2 separate regions of the Mus musculus genome follow, and region 2 is linked to region 1. A link is a contact called in public Hi-C data. All regions are on one chromosome and are shown on one strand. The core of a region is the stretch at or near the end of the contact, and the rest is flanking DNA. Distances in the headings are between cores, read along the strand shown. Region 1 holds the start of A1cf (APOBEC1 complementation factor). Region 2 overlaps A1cf (APOBEC1 complementation factor).

Region 1 (7,525 bases), core at 1,653-4,152:
AAGTTATAGTAGGACATGAGCATATGACCTTGGAGAGTATAAATGCCCTTCTTAGGAAAAGGTCTCTGGCCACCAAGATGTAGTAAAGACACCTGCCAACACACCTGATCTGCTTTGGCACCTGATTGCCTGTGTTAGATCCCTAGGACCCACATGGTAGAAAGAGAGAATCGACTTCTGAAAATTAGCCTCTGTTCTATACACTCATGCTGTGGCATGCATATGCCCACACACATACATAAATAAAATAAAAATATATTTTAAAATGTCTCTCTCCATGGCCATATACCAAGAAAATTCATGCATGGACATAATCAGAAAAAAAGAGATCCTGTCAGCACCTGATTTTGGAAGTCCAGCCTCCATTGAAGCCGCCCAGTGCGCAGTTAGAACAACCTGAAGTGGGGTGCACAGTTAGAACAACCTGAAGTGGAGTGCACAGTTAGAACAACCTGAAGTGGGGTGCACAGTTAGAACAACCTGATGCGGGGTGCGCAGTTAGAACAACCTGAAGTGGGGTGCGCAGTTAGAACAACCTGAAGTGGGTTCGCAGTTAGAACAACCTGAAGTGGGGTGCGCAGTTAGAACAACCTGAAGTGGGGTGCGCAGTTAGAACAACCTGAAGTGGGGTGCGCAGTTAGAACAACCTGAAGTGGGGTGCGCAGTTAGAACAACCTGAAGTGGGGTGCTGGTTAAACCTGCTCATCCATTACTCACACTGGCTCCACTTGGATAACTCTAACTCCTGGCTGCTGTAAAAGTGACATGCATTCCAGGAAAGATCATACTTTGAATTTTAAATTTGGATCTTTTTCTAGTGCTGTGTCTTGGGCAGAGATGCTGGGTAGAGGCAGTCAGTGGACAGTCAGGAAGTAAACCGTTCCCTACCCTGCTCAGCTGTGCCACTCCGTGAGTTAGCCAAAGGAAGCACTTTAAACTTGGGATAGTTTGAACCGAAAGGGAGGTTGTTAAGAAATATTCCTATCAGGCTGGAGAGAGGGCTCAGCAGTTAAGAGCACTGGCTGCTCTTCCAGAGGTCCTGAGTTCAATTCTCAGCAACCTCATGGTGGCTCACAACCATCTGTAATAGGATCTGATGCCCTCGTCTGGTGTGTCTGAAGACATCTACAGTGTACTCATATAAATAAAATAAATATGAAAGAAAGAAAGAAAGAAAGAAAGAAAGAAAGAAGGAAGGAAGGAAGGAAGGAAGGAAGGAAGGAAGGAAGGAAGGAAGGAAGGAAGAATTCTATCTACCTATCTACCTTTCTCTCTTTCTTTCTTTCTTCCTGTCTGTCTGTCTTTCTATCATCTATCTCCTCTCTCTCTCTCTCTCTCTCTCTCTCTCTCTCTCTCTCTCTCTCTCTCTCTCTCCCTGTGTGTGTGTGCGTGTGTGCGTGTGTGTGTGTTATGTTTTTCTGTCTCCACCAACTACCTAAAGGGTCCTGCTTTCATATATATATATATCACTTACCACAGTCCAGCCACCTACCACACAATCAGGACCCTCTGCTGCCAGGACCTTCAGCCTCTCAATATCAACAATTCTTTGTAGGATCAGACTCAAATAATTCCTCACTCACTGGGAAGCCAGACAAGCCTTGGTTGAGCTTCTCTTAGGAAAACTAACAAGGTTTCTGGTGAACAGTTCCATTCCCTAGAAGAAATAAGTAGAGACATTTAGTTTTGAATGTCCGTATGTGAGAAACAGTGACTGGTAGCCCTAGCTGACTCTCCATAAGCACAATTCCAGGGCAAATCAATAATTCTAGAGGTGCTTTTGTTAGGACAGGTGTGTACTCACTGGAAAGAAATGTAAATCAATGAAGAGTAAAGCTGTAGGCAGAATGACAACTGCAATAAATAGATCTTTAATCTCCTCTCTAATCAAAAAAAAAAAAAAACTCATCAATGGTGGCATCCCTTGATCATTCACATTTTGCTACAGATAAAAGTGACCAAAGTTGGCTTCTGGGAAATTAAGCTCTTCTTACTTGACCTGAAGCCAATGAAATGTATTCCTTAATTCCAGTTTTACAGCCTGTGTTTTGCAAGCCTTGAATGTAAAAAATAAAATAGGAAAAGGAAAAGAAAAAGAAAAATCACTCAAAAGTAAGGGGGTTTGTTCTTTTTATCTTATAAACAGATTTTTAAAATCCTTTTAGGTTTATTATTTAGACTGGTGCTCATGCTGCATAATTTAATGATAGAGTTTACATTTTTATAAAATACAAGTCATCTATTCTTTAAGAAGCACAGCAACTGCTGAGATTTCAAGCAATGAACAACAGCACTGGCTCTTACATAAGAGCAAGCTCCCTCTTCAAATCTGAACAAGCAAATCCTACGAAGTGAAATGTTTTCCCAACCTGATCTGGCCTGAATTCAGCTACTTGGTTATATAAATGCTTTTTGTATTTTCTGTTGGAAAACCAGCGTTTATCTACATACTTGACCTAAAACTCTACAGTTTACTCCATGCACAATCGCAATAGAAGACTGTGTGGCACAACAACAGGGTCTCCCAGATTACCTTCCCTAGTATATCACTTCGACATAGCAAATAAACAGGGTGACAATGTAAAGCGAAGCTTAGTTATCTAAAATGGAATGAATTTAACTTTAACATTTATGTTCATAATCTAGATTCAAAATCTTATTGACCCCGGTGGTTGTAATACGAAATACATTTCCATTTTGTAAACAAGGCAGGAAGACAGTTTTGGAGCTTCTGTTCAGGCCATAGTGACCCAATTACCTGGTCAAAGGGCTGCGTGGATGCAAGAGACAGGGTGAGTTAAACTTTAACTCCCGGGAATTGTAAACCAAACCTACAGCCACTGAACCTTTGGAGTTTGATACGATGATTAGAATATAACCAAAGTGGCATGCTGAATTCGCCATAATCAAGGAACCTTTTCCGGGTGGGGAACCTCAGAAATTGCTCAGGTATGGCCCATGCTTTTTGTTTGTATTTTCTGTTTCAATTCTGGGTTGTAGTGTCTGGTAGATTGCATGAAAACAACTTGTGCTCTTAACTATCTCTGAGCCTAATGCAGAGAATTGTCGTCGTTTGGGAATGAAACCAACCGGAAAGCTAAACAGTGTCTTAGACTGAGCGGGGATAAATTTCATGGTATACTTCTTGAGTGGGTATGCTTCCACAACTTGTGGGAAGTGGAGTCATCCGTGGGTTCACAAGTGGAGCCCATGTGCTGCAAACCTAACCTCCAGCTAGCTGTTGGGGAGAGCTGTGTTTCACTGTCTGTCCTGATCTCTAGGACCCGACAACAGAAATGTGATTAAGACATAGTTTCACATCTCCCACAGCCTTCTGAGTTCTGTGTATCCTCTAATACTTTAGACACCACCTATTCAATTAACTTCTGTGTGCTACTACATTATAAAAAAAAATCAGGATAAATTCTTGCTATTTCTTCTGCTATTAGCCTGCTAACCAAAAATAATATCCTAAGCTACTTTCTTTTGAGTCTAGCAAGGAAAGAAAACATTATGGAAAAGTGTGTGTTTTGAGTGTGTTAAATATCAACCCTGAAGTGTCTATTTATTAGATTGCTTTCACAGACTAAGCAACCAGCACAGCACATGTATTTTTGCAATATCATTTTTCTCGCACCTAAAAGATAACTAAGAGCCAAAATACAATGGCTCTAAAGTGGGAAATAGATCAGGGCATTTTCTGTCCTATAAGAAACCTCAACTCTCTGCCTGAAGAGCCAGTGTTGGTTCACTATAAATAAAGCAAGCCATCAAGCAGCCCCATGAAACACATTTCTGTACTAGTGCAAGGTACGGATGGAAGTCTCCATGAAAACTGAGAAATCATTTGTGCATCCTAGGAGATTAACGTTTTGTAAGCCAAATATTAGTAAATTCCCACTCGAGTTGTAATTTAGGAGAATCAAATTGAGTTGGTCTAGCTTGAAACACTAAAGTAAAAGGCAGCAGCATGTACTGTCAGGGAATGGAATCTGGAGATAAAAGGGAAGTCACTTACCTGTCCAAACAATCAGGAGTTCCCTGGCTGACACAGAGAAGTAGACACACCTGGTTTATTTTTAAGACCATGTTTTCTGGAATAATAGTGGTACTTCTCAGCTTAAGAAAGTGCATACAGCTTGATGCTCCAATTTACTATGGATTAAATATAGGGGAAAGATAAAATACAGTTGGCTACAAACAGATTGTTTTAAGTGACACTCACAGAACACCATAATGGATCCAAAATCTTGGGTAGCCATTTTAACTAGACAAGTTAACCTGTGATGTTTCAATATCAACATTACCTCTACTGCACTTGAGGAGCATAGGGAGTCACAAACATGCGTCTCCAACAGTCAATCAAATGAGCTGAGTAAGACAACAGAGAGCAGGCCATCTTACCATCTGGGTGCTCTTCAGTGTAACAGTAATCATTGTTAAGTGTTAGATTACCAAGCACATTTCTAAGCACATGTTCTAAGTTTAAATTCATGTTATTCTTAGAATACCCGTATGAGGCTAATACTATCATTATACTATACTACTATATATCATACTGTTATTAGATTGAGGCTCAGACAAATTATTTAACAGACTTGATGTTAAAGGCAAGTGACATAGCCAGGTTACGCAGTCAGGCGGTCTACTTGCAGAGCACATGGGTGCTCTGTACCCTGTCACTAGGATTCACTCTGTGTACATGGGTGTTTATCATTGGGACTAGCCAAAAGAACAAGTAATGCAGTTTCCTAACCTTCCTTTAGAGAGAACTTCTTCCTCCAGGAGCATTTGTCTATCAGCATCTCTCCAAAATTTTACTCGTTAGGCTACAGGCTAAGAGTAAAATATTTTTGCAGCCCATGCCTATTTGCAATGCGCAGATCAATGGAAATCTCCACATTTGGATTGATCTCAGCCAAACCTTCCAAGAAATCACATTCTTTCACAATCCTCCACAAAGCCATGCTTAGATTAAAGGCTTTAAAATTAATCCCAGAAAGAGTGCCATACTCTTTTACAGACATAATCAGGCTGGAACAGTTACCCCAGACCTCCCTGGCCTGTGAAGCTGTGCACATTACTTGAGTTCCTGAGATCTCAGATTCCTCGGATGTGAAATGGATGTGTGATGTGCCTACAGGACATTATAAATATTATTAAGTAGAGCACTGGTGCTTAGGAACCAGTTGACCTCTTCTACCATGGTCCCATTAATAACATTTTTTTTTCAGAAAAACTTAAACTTACCACCCACTAGCTTTCTCAAAACAATTCCATTAAAATAGAAAACTATATAAATAAAGAAACTCATTATTTACAAAAGCCACCGCACTTCTTTGGAACCTGTACACATACACACACACACACACACACACACACACACAAAACTACAAACAGGATAAATTTCATTTTAGAGACTTTCTCAAAGCTGCTACTAAAAATTCAACATGTCTGTATTGACATCTATAGTTTCACACTCTGACATTCTGACACTGTACATGTTAACTTTATTACACAGACAGATGGTTTAAAAACTATTTCAGTAGCTATCAAAAAACTCTGGTATCCCTTTAGAATGCTGGGTAATACTTTGGGTACTATTGCCCAATGGCTTTCATTACCACATGTGCCTGTACACGACTCAGAAAGTTCAAACAAGACAGTATTGATCGACAGAGGATAAACACTGCTTTATCTTATCCATGGACACAGTAACTAGGTTTCTCTCAAGTGCAACTCCAACAGTCCAAACTTCCTCAGGAAAGGCAGTTGGAAGAGAAGCCTCACTCTAGAGGTGACCATGCATATTCAACATCAAAACCCATCTGTCCCTTAGCTTAAGACTGCAAATCTAGTCAGTTATCATTAACAAATATTTACTGCCAAATGGATCAGGAAAGATGATTTATCATTTTAAGCCATCAACCCTATTCCAAACAGGCTATGGCTTTTAAGATTATTTAGAATTTTATTTTTCAAATTTCGTCATTTTTCCCTTCCCTTTCCTCCTCTCGATCCTTCCCAAGTTCCTCCCATTGCTCTTACTCAAATATATGACCTGTATATATGTGTGTGTGTGTGTGTGTGTGTGTGTGTGTGTGTGAGTGTGTAGGGTGGGAAGATGATAGATAGATAGATAGATAGATAGATAGATAGATAGATAGATAGATAGATGATAGACAGACAGACAGACAGATAGAGATAGATAGATAGATAGATAGATAGATAGATAGATAGATAGATAGATAGATAGAGAGAAATAGATAGATAGATAGATAGATAGATAGATAGATAGATAGATAGATAGATAGATAGATAGATATTCTTAAATATATAAATACAACCGACTCAGACCATATGGCATTACTTGAATAAATTTAGGGCTGATCATTTTAATTTAATACAACCAAAGTTTTGTGTTGAATATTTCTGATGACTCCAAATAAAAGACTAAAATATAGTCACACACTGATAATTGGTTTGGGGATTGGGCCCAGGACCTCTATGGTACCCAAATTCTCATATATTCAAGTCTCCTATAGAAAAAAGTGCAGTGTGTACACACAATGCTTGCACATTCTTTTAAATACTCTTAGTTCGCTCGGGGCTACTTCCTGTCCCTTGCACATTGTAAACACTATTAAAGACTTTCATGCTGAATTGTTTATATCTTATTCAAGATAAATGCCTGTTTATGTTCAAGACAGATGTATTTCTTTCAAATAATTTTAGGTTTTTTTAAAGAATTGTTTATGAATTTTATGTATATCAGTACATTGTAGCTGTCTTCAGACACAACAGAAGAGAGCATGTTGTGACCCGCTATGTGGTTGCTGAGAATTGAACTCAAGATGGGGAATTGAACTCAGGGCCTCTGGAAGAATAGTCAGTGCTCTAACTGTTGAGTCAGTTTTCTAGCTCCATCCTCCAAATATTTTTAATCTGTGGTTGGCTGAATCTATGGGTAGAGAACCTACAAATTCAGATGTCCATGTATATTCGCTATTGTTTTGTCTTCACTAAACTATGCTGACATATGCAACTGTCTATTTTGACATTTTGAAATATATCTAAGCAAAGTGTTTTCTTTATGGCTTTGTGGAGGAAATTTTACGTGTACCAGTGTTCACAATCATGTGAACATGTTCCAGGCTTGCTTGTTCTACTGGGGATTGTTTTCTAGTGATACTGAGAGGACATAGTCATAAAGTTATGATAATTCCCTATACTTGCAGAGTGCTCTGTGTCAGTAAATAATATGTCTAATGAGAATTACCATACAACAATTTAACCAGACTGACTGTCTAAATAAGCAAACTCAATTACAAGTCTATAAAATCCTATTTTTCAATTTGGTAGTAATGACTTTACTTCCTTCAATAATTAGGAAATAACTATTAGTTGGGATGCTCTATTGATTTAAAGAACACTAGGTCTGAGTATGGGAATTCCTTACCCTTGTACTTTGTTACCATGGAATATTCTACTTTATAAATGTATTTCAGGGCCAGAAAGATAGCTC
Region 2 (7,525 bases), core at 3,291-5,790, 37 kb after region 1:
AGATAGATAGATTGATAGGTAGGTAGATAGATAGATAGATAGATACATAGATACATAGATACATAGATACATAGATAGATAGATAGATAGATAGATAGATAGATAGATAGATAGATAAAAGTCATTATATAGCTATGTATATGAACTGGAAATTTGCTGATTTTTCAAACTGTAAGAATAGTACTTGTAAGGCTTCCATTGATTAGCACACATTCATCCTGTAAACATTTTTACCTATTCCAATACAGTATCAAAACTCCTTCTGAAAAACATCCTGACACTCCCAGAAGACTACTACAATTACCTAGTAAAGGCTACTTTTTAATAGAGTAAAAGCAAGAAAGATGAGCACTGTCTTGCTAAGTCCCTCAGCTTTCAAAGAATCATCTTTCACAAAAGTATGATAAAAAGAATAAAAGATACCAACTAAAGCCAGCTGCATTAGAGGAGACAGCCCTTGGCATGTGTAGAAATAGGGACAGACAGAAGAGCAATTATCCAAATCCAGTCTTCCTTACCATGTCCATGTACACACGAGCAGTCTATGCCATTTAGCTAGATCTTTAGTTGCTACTCTATTAGTTAGTTTTAGAAGTTATACCTAGCCGGGTGTGGTGGCGCACACCTTTAATCCCAGCACTCGAGAGGCAGAGGCAAGCGGATTTCTGAGTTTGAGGTCAGCCTAGTCTACAAATTGAGTTCCAGGACAGCCAGGGCTATACAGAGAAACCCTGTCTCGAAAAACACCCCCCCAATAAAAAAAGAAGTTATACCTAACTTGAATCTTTTAAATTTTTTCTATTCATAACCCCCTTTTTGCCTAGTAAGTTTTTGTGCATCCATATATATATATATATCCATATATATATATATGGGTATATAAAATAGGCATACGAATCAAACATTGACTAATAATAAGTCAAAGTAAATTTATCTTTAAAAAATTTCCTTTGATATATACGTGGCTTTATCACTGACCAAAATTGAAAGCAAACTTAATACTCTGAGCTGGTGCCCTTGCTTCGCATGGAGAATTAAATCTTGGCTACACATTTGGTAGTGAAAGGTACAGACCATCACTAATGGTTTTCAGAACTGATTGATGTTTTGATCTTGTAATCCTCAATGCTGAGAACAACTCATCATATACACACGTGATACAGATTAGTAGAGGCTGGGACATTTCAGAAAGTGTTGGAAACTATGTCCCAAAAGCAAGCCAAAATTCATCTAATGATTATTTTATGAAACTCAAGTCAGTAATTCAAACAAATTTTTTTTTAAAAATCAAACATCCTAACGTAATAAAACCCAAAGGTATACTAATTTAATGGTTACGTAATGAGAGGTAAGGGTAAGAAAATAGTCAATTCGCATAACTAAATCATTATGCTCTGTCAAACCAAATTTTTTTTAATTTCATTTTATTTTTAATTCATTTTTTACACTCCATATTCCATTCCCCGCCCCTCCCCATCCACCCTCCGACTGTTCCACATCCCACACCTCCTCCCCACCCCACCCCATCTCCACGTGGATGCCCCCCCCCACCCCACCTGACCTCTAAACTCCCTGGGGCCTCCAGTCTCTTGACAAACCAGAATTTTTTTTTTAATGTAAGTAAAACCTACTATGATTTGTGACATAGGATAGTTTTGAATTCGAGCCCTAGTGTATTAGATAGCACTCACTAGCACTGAGTGGCCCAATAGGCAATGCCATGTGTGCATGCCTGCATGTTGTATGTTACAACCAAGGCTGCAGCAAAGTTTCAGGATGCAGTATAGGTGAGCGCCCCCAGAAACATCTAGGATTCATCACACATTTACTTTTGGATACCTTTTTTTTTTGCTTGTTGAGTGTTAAGAAACTGACTGATACCAAAATGTTCCGGACTCGATGTTTATTGACACAACCCCCCACAACTCAGCTTGGAGTTTAACAAGCTGGGGCTACTAGCTAAAGGGCACACTGTAAAAGCCCGAAACACATGGATGTATTGGCCAAGTTCTTCACCATTCATATCTAAAGTTCCAGAGGCACCTAGATGTTGGAACGATGCATGTCCAAAACCATGAGTGCGCGTGGGCAGAGCACAGCGATCTCAGAACTCAGCAGTGAAACACATGATTCGCTGCCCATGATTATGCAAACTGCTTTACAAAATGCGAGCAGGTCTCTGAAGCTAGTTGGCACTTTCGATCTTCTCTTTTATGGAGAAACAAATATGCATGCTCAGAATATGCTTTCTGACTTCTGATTTTATCTATGCTTGAATTTAGTATCCTTGTGGATGGTGAACAATGTTATAAGGTATGGGTTGTTTTTTAAAGAAAGTTGCTTTTGAAGGCTTCAGACATTGAGATACTGATTCCCTGAGAAGTTTGCAGCACGTGCTCCTCAGAGATAAAGAAGTATCAAGAGATGTTGTTAAAATAGTCCATTTGTTTTTTTAAACTGTCTTCTTCTGTATGATACTACTAATAACTTAAAATGAAGGAGGGACTATGTACCAAAGCAATTGATCTTCAAAAGTCTTTAGGCAAATGATATTTTATGTAACTATATCTTATACCTTGCATAGATTATAAAAAATAACTAATAAGGATAGTAGATAGATAGATAGATAGATAGATAGATAGATAGATAGATAGACAGACAGACAGATGAGAGATAGATGAGAGGTGGGTAGATTGATAGATGATAGGTAGATAGATAGATAGATAGATAGATAGATAGATAGATAGATAGATAGATAGATGATAGAAAGAGACATAGAACATAGTGAGTCAATTTAGTGTTGCTCGTATATACAGGTATTTGTATTTCAAAAGGACCCACCCAGATGGACCTGGAGAGCATCATCCTGAGTGAGGTAACACAATCACAAAGGAACTCACACAATATGTACTCACTGATAAGTGGATACTAGCCCAAAACCTAGGATACCCACGATATAAGATACAATTTCCTAAACACATGAAACTCAAGAAAAATGAAGACTGAAGTGTGGACACTATGCCCCTCCTTAGAAGTGGGAACAAAACACCCATGGAAGGAGTTACAGAAACAAAGTTTGGAGCTGAGATGAAAGGATGGACCATGTAGAGACTGCCATATCCAGGGATCCACCCCATAATCAGCATCCAAACGCTGACACCATTGCATACACTAGCAAGATTTTATCCAAAGGACCCAGATGTAGCTGTCTCTTGTGAGACTATGCCGGGGCCTAGCAAACACAGAAGTGGATGCTCACAGTCAGCTAATGGATGGATCACAGGGCTCCCAATGGAGGAGCTAGAGAAAGTACCCAAGGAGCTAAAGGGATCTTCAACCCTATAGGTGGAACAACATTATGAACTAACCAGTACCCCTGAGCTCTTGACTCTAGCTGCATATGTATCAAAAGATGGCCTAGTCGGCCATCACTGGAAAGAGAGGCCCATTGGACACGCAGACTTTGTGTGCCCCGGTACAGGGGAACGCCAGGGCCAAAGGGGGGGAGTGGGTGGGTAGGGGAGTGGGGGTGGGTGGGTAAGGGGGACTTTTGGTATAACATTGGAAATGTAAATGAGCTAAATACCTAATAAAAAATGGAAAAAAAAAAAAAAGGACCCACCCAAAACTGCTGCTGGAAGTTTAAATTTTGAAAACCAGGCTAAGGGGAAACTCTTCTGTATGAAACTCAAAGGCATGTCACAGATTTATAATTATGAGAAAATTAACCCACCATCCTCAAGTGCACAACACTGAAGTGTGTATTAAAATTTTGTGCCAGAGCTCAATTTTATCACTAATAAAACCATGGCTGTCCTAGTTGCGAAGGAAGCTAGAAAAGCAAATGGCTGACATGTTTAAAAACCTCAGGAAGGTATTTTTCCCAAATATACATAAAGTTCCAATGCATGGTGGACAACGTAAACTTTTAGCATTAATTCTAAGACTTACTGCCCAGCATGACCTATTAAACAAAGTTATCTGGTTGTATGCAGGGTCAAGAAGATGGTAGCCATAATTTCATCAAGAAAAACTTGAAACATCTGAGGAGGAGGAAATTCCAAACACTCTTGACATAAACTGAGTTACTAGGCAGCCTCAGCATGCGATAAATAAAAAAAGGAACAGGGCTTGTAGCTAGAATCGAGTCATTTATTTTTAATTAGACAGTTAAAAGTTTTCTACCTATGTATGTGGGTGAAGAAACGAAAACGATTTTACAGACCTGATTAGAAAGAAAGGTAAAAGTTCCCAGCATTGAATAAACATCCTCTCACTTTTAAGAAGATTCTAAGAAAAAATCTCTAGTCTATTTCCCTAAACTATTAATATGTTTGGGTTGCTGAGGAGAATAAGGCCCAGAGGACATGAGCCAGAGGGGAAAAGCACGGTTCTAGTCTGCCTTTCCCTATTTTAAACTCCTCAACTACAAAAATAGGGCCTGAAATATCAGCCCACTGTCCTCTCAGAGTAATGGACAGCTATTCTGACCCCGTGACTAATGCCCCAGGCCTGCTTCAAATTGCTCTGAACTTCTCCCGCTGGTGCATTCCAAGCCTGATGGGTGGTTCCCAGGGCAAATGCTCCCCATTGCATGAACTTCAGGGCATCTCTAAACCGGTCGGACTCTGCAATCCCCAAGACTATTATTGGGCATTTTCTTCATGTGTTTATAGAAACCACAAAAACACAATTAATAAGCTTCTGAACCACATGAACAAGTGGGGCTCTCAAACCGTGCCGAACACATCCATATTTTTAGTACTACAGCACTCAAGACAATAGAAATGAGATTTCAAAAGGGCAAACTGCTTACTGCTTACTTATTTTCAAGCCAAAGGAATCTTGTGAAATCAAAGACTCCAGATGCCACTTTGCCATTAGGGAATATGAATTCGATTTCCCGTTCTGAGGGGTAAAAATACTGGCCAAATTGATGCTTGTATTCTAATAATTAGCTGGGTATTATAAATATCTGAAATGCACGAGAAACAATACAGCGTAGACAGCTATCACCTCACCCACATAGTGATATTTGGCCCAGGGAGGGAATGGTGAACAGCGTCAATAATTTGCCCCTCTGTGTACAGTCAGAGTAAGATATGTTCTCCCCAGAATTTTGTGTAATTGAATGACTGGAAATTAGAAAGTGTTGAGTGAAGCAGGACACTTTCTGCTTAGTGACAGGACATTTTCAAATGCTGAGTTTAATGTCTATGTTGGTTGAAAGTCCCTAGACTTTCCAACCTTAAGGTCATAATATGTAATGATTATGTAATATATAATTACATATTTTGATACATACTTTACATATATTATGTAATTATGTAATATAGCTAAGAATTAAGCTGATAAACTCAGGCTGACTTCCTATGTTCAAACTCTGCCTTCTCTATATAACTGCCTTATGACCTCAGCAAATTCCTCTCTGACCTTTTATCTTCTATAAAATGTCACTATTATGGCTCCTGGATCAACTACTGCTCTAGGGCCAGGATACTATGCATGCAGGAGCTGATGTCTGGGTATTAGCTGGAAAACCAAAAAATAAAACTTTGGCAATCTTCACAAATGTCAAATTGATATGTTTAGAGAACTCTTGGATGGGCTATAGATGCCACATTCTTGGCAGGGGTATACTTTTTGTTGTTGTTTTACTAAAAACATAAAAAATCATCATTTCTCTGGTTTTTTAGTGATATCAAGATTTGGCTACTATGGTAAGACTATAGGGTAAGGAATTACAAGTACTCTATAGGTGAAGCTTTGAAGATTTTAGTAAGATGAAGCCTGCCCAATCGCTTGAAGCAGAAATGTAACCCAGGCATCCTTTTGTCTTATCAGTTAAAGCAACATCAAATACAATACCAAGAATACAAAGGTGAACCTGATTTCAGACACCTTTTGAAATACTGCAATCCAGAGAACATTAGGGCAGACTCTGAACAAATAATGTCTAAAGTTAGCATACACTGAGAGTAAAAGTGGTATTACAAGCTGATTCACTTTTATTCTAAACAATAAACAGTCACCCCACAAAACAATATCTTTAAACTAAAACATACGTCTTAAGAGTGTACATAGAAAACATTTGGAAAGGCAGACTGAAGTTTCTACCAGTAATTACTGTTGAGGACGGGTAGGGTGATACATTGGGGTGTTTTTCTTTCTATTTTGTATATTATATTTGTTATTCAACACCATGCATCCTGGCACAAAACTGCCTAATGGATTGATGGTGAGTTTTGTGGTGAATGCCAACATTTAGCCCCTTTAATAGTCATGATAAAACGTGATGGTCTAGTGTTCTGACTGTGCTGATGTGCAATGTGGCTTATCTTCCCCCAGCAAATGAACTGCAGCATCAAGTAGCACTGGATTGTGCCCAAACTTTGGTCTTTAAACCCCTAGGAAAACAGATCATTGGAGGAAAAAGCCAGTATCATTCTTCTCCCAAAAGACCCTCTATTAGGTCAAGAGAGAAAAATAGAAGTCAGCTCTATTTGGACTGAGAAAGTTGTGGTTCCTCACATAAAGCGACAACATTAGGAAACATATCCTACTATCCTTCAGAAACATACTTAAATCCCTCAGCAGCTATCCCCAAAATTAGCCAGTTCACATCTCCCAGTGTTGATCTTCATGTTTTTATATTTAGAGGGTCTCTCCATTGCCTGGCTTGCCCTAGGAAAGAAGGGAAAAGAGGAATTAGTAACAGCTGAGCATTGGCCAAGAGCCAAGCCTTGCCTATTTGATGTAGGTTACCCTCTTGACAAAGGCCACTGCTGCCACTACTTTGCACATGAGGAAACTAAGGTGCTGAGAGACTGTCATTTACCTAAAGTCCCTAAGCTAGTGAATAATGAATGAAGTCAAAACTATCCAGTCTGACAGTGCTTGCTTCTACACACAATTCTAATGTTAAATCAGAGCCCAGATGTCAATTGTAATTGACCACTTGATAATCTGCCTTTGAGACATTCATACAACAATAGGACAAACTATCTCCTTAATTGTTAAGCAGCTAGGACTCAGTTAAGGGTTCTACCACAGTAAAATGAAATGACAAAGTGTATAAATTTCTTAAAAGACAAAATACAGCGCCACAGACTTTGACTCTCCAGAGCTATGGTGGGTTCTGAGTCACTCCTCAGTATTAGGGCGCATACTCCCACGTTGTAATTAATAAGGAATCATGGAAATATATCTTTGAATAACTACTATTCTTCAGTACTTTACGTGTCAGCCGTGCTTACCTTGGGCAAGCTTTTGAAGCAGAAAAGTGCTGCATTGAGGCATAAGCAAATCTTTTTATATCCTAGATAATCAATTATTGTTACTTGACAATCTCAAATATTTCCCAAAATAGTCCTTAGCTAAAATGATTTTTACAAATGAGGAAAATGAACTAAAGATTTTGTTGTTTTCTTTTCTCCCTCATACACCATTCCTCCCTGAACACACAGGAAAATGGACAAAGGAAGTATGGTGGCCCTCCACCAGGCTGGGATTCTACACCCCCAGA

The links. Hi-C and Micro-C count contacts between places; a contact is called where the count stands out from the background.
Region 2: a Hi-C map of liver shows a contact between it and region 1, with 4 times the contacts expected there. A contact is called at or near these places in 6 of 39 promoter capture datasets (3T3-L1-derived adipocytes, the HPC-7 cell line, embryonic stem cells and 2 more), 11 of 484 Hi-C or Micro-C datasets (the HPC-5 cell line, bone marrow-derived macrophages and liver) and 6 of 130 datasets of targeted methods (CD8 T cells, embryonic stem cells, hepatocytes and 2 more).

What each region holds. Positions count from the first base shown.
Region 1 is chr19:31,865,911-31,873,435 of GRCm38.p6, forward strand. It overlaps A1cf (APOBEC1 complementation factor), which reads left to right and starts at 2,903. Exons shown (of 12, transcript NM_001081074.2): 1 at 2,903-2,949.
Region 2 is chr19:31,901,326-31,908,850 of GRCm38.p6, forward strand. A1cf (APOBEC1 complementation factor) reads left to right here. Exons shown (of 12, transcript NM_001081074.2): 3 at 7,467-7,525. Among named protein-coding and RNA genes, the nearest start is that of A1cf, 36 kb to the left of the region's middle.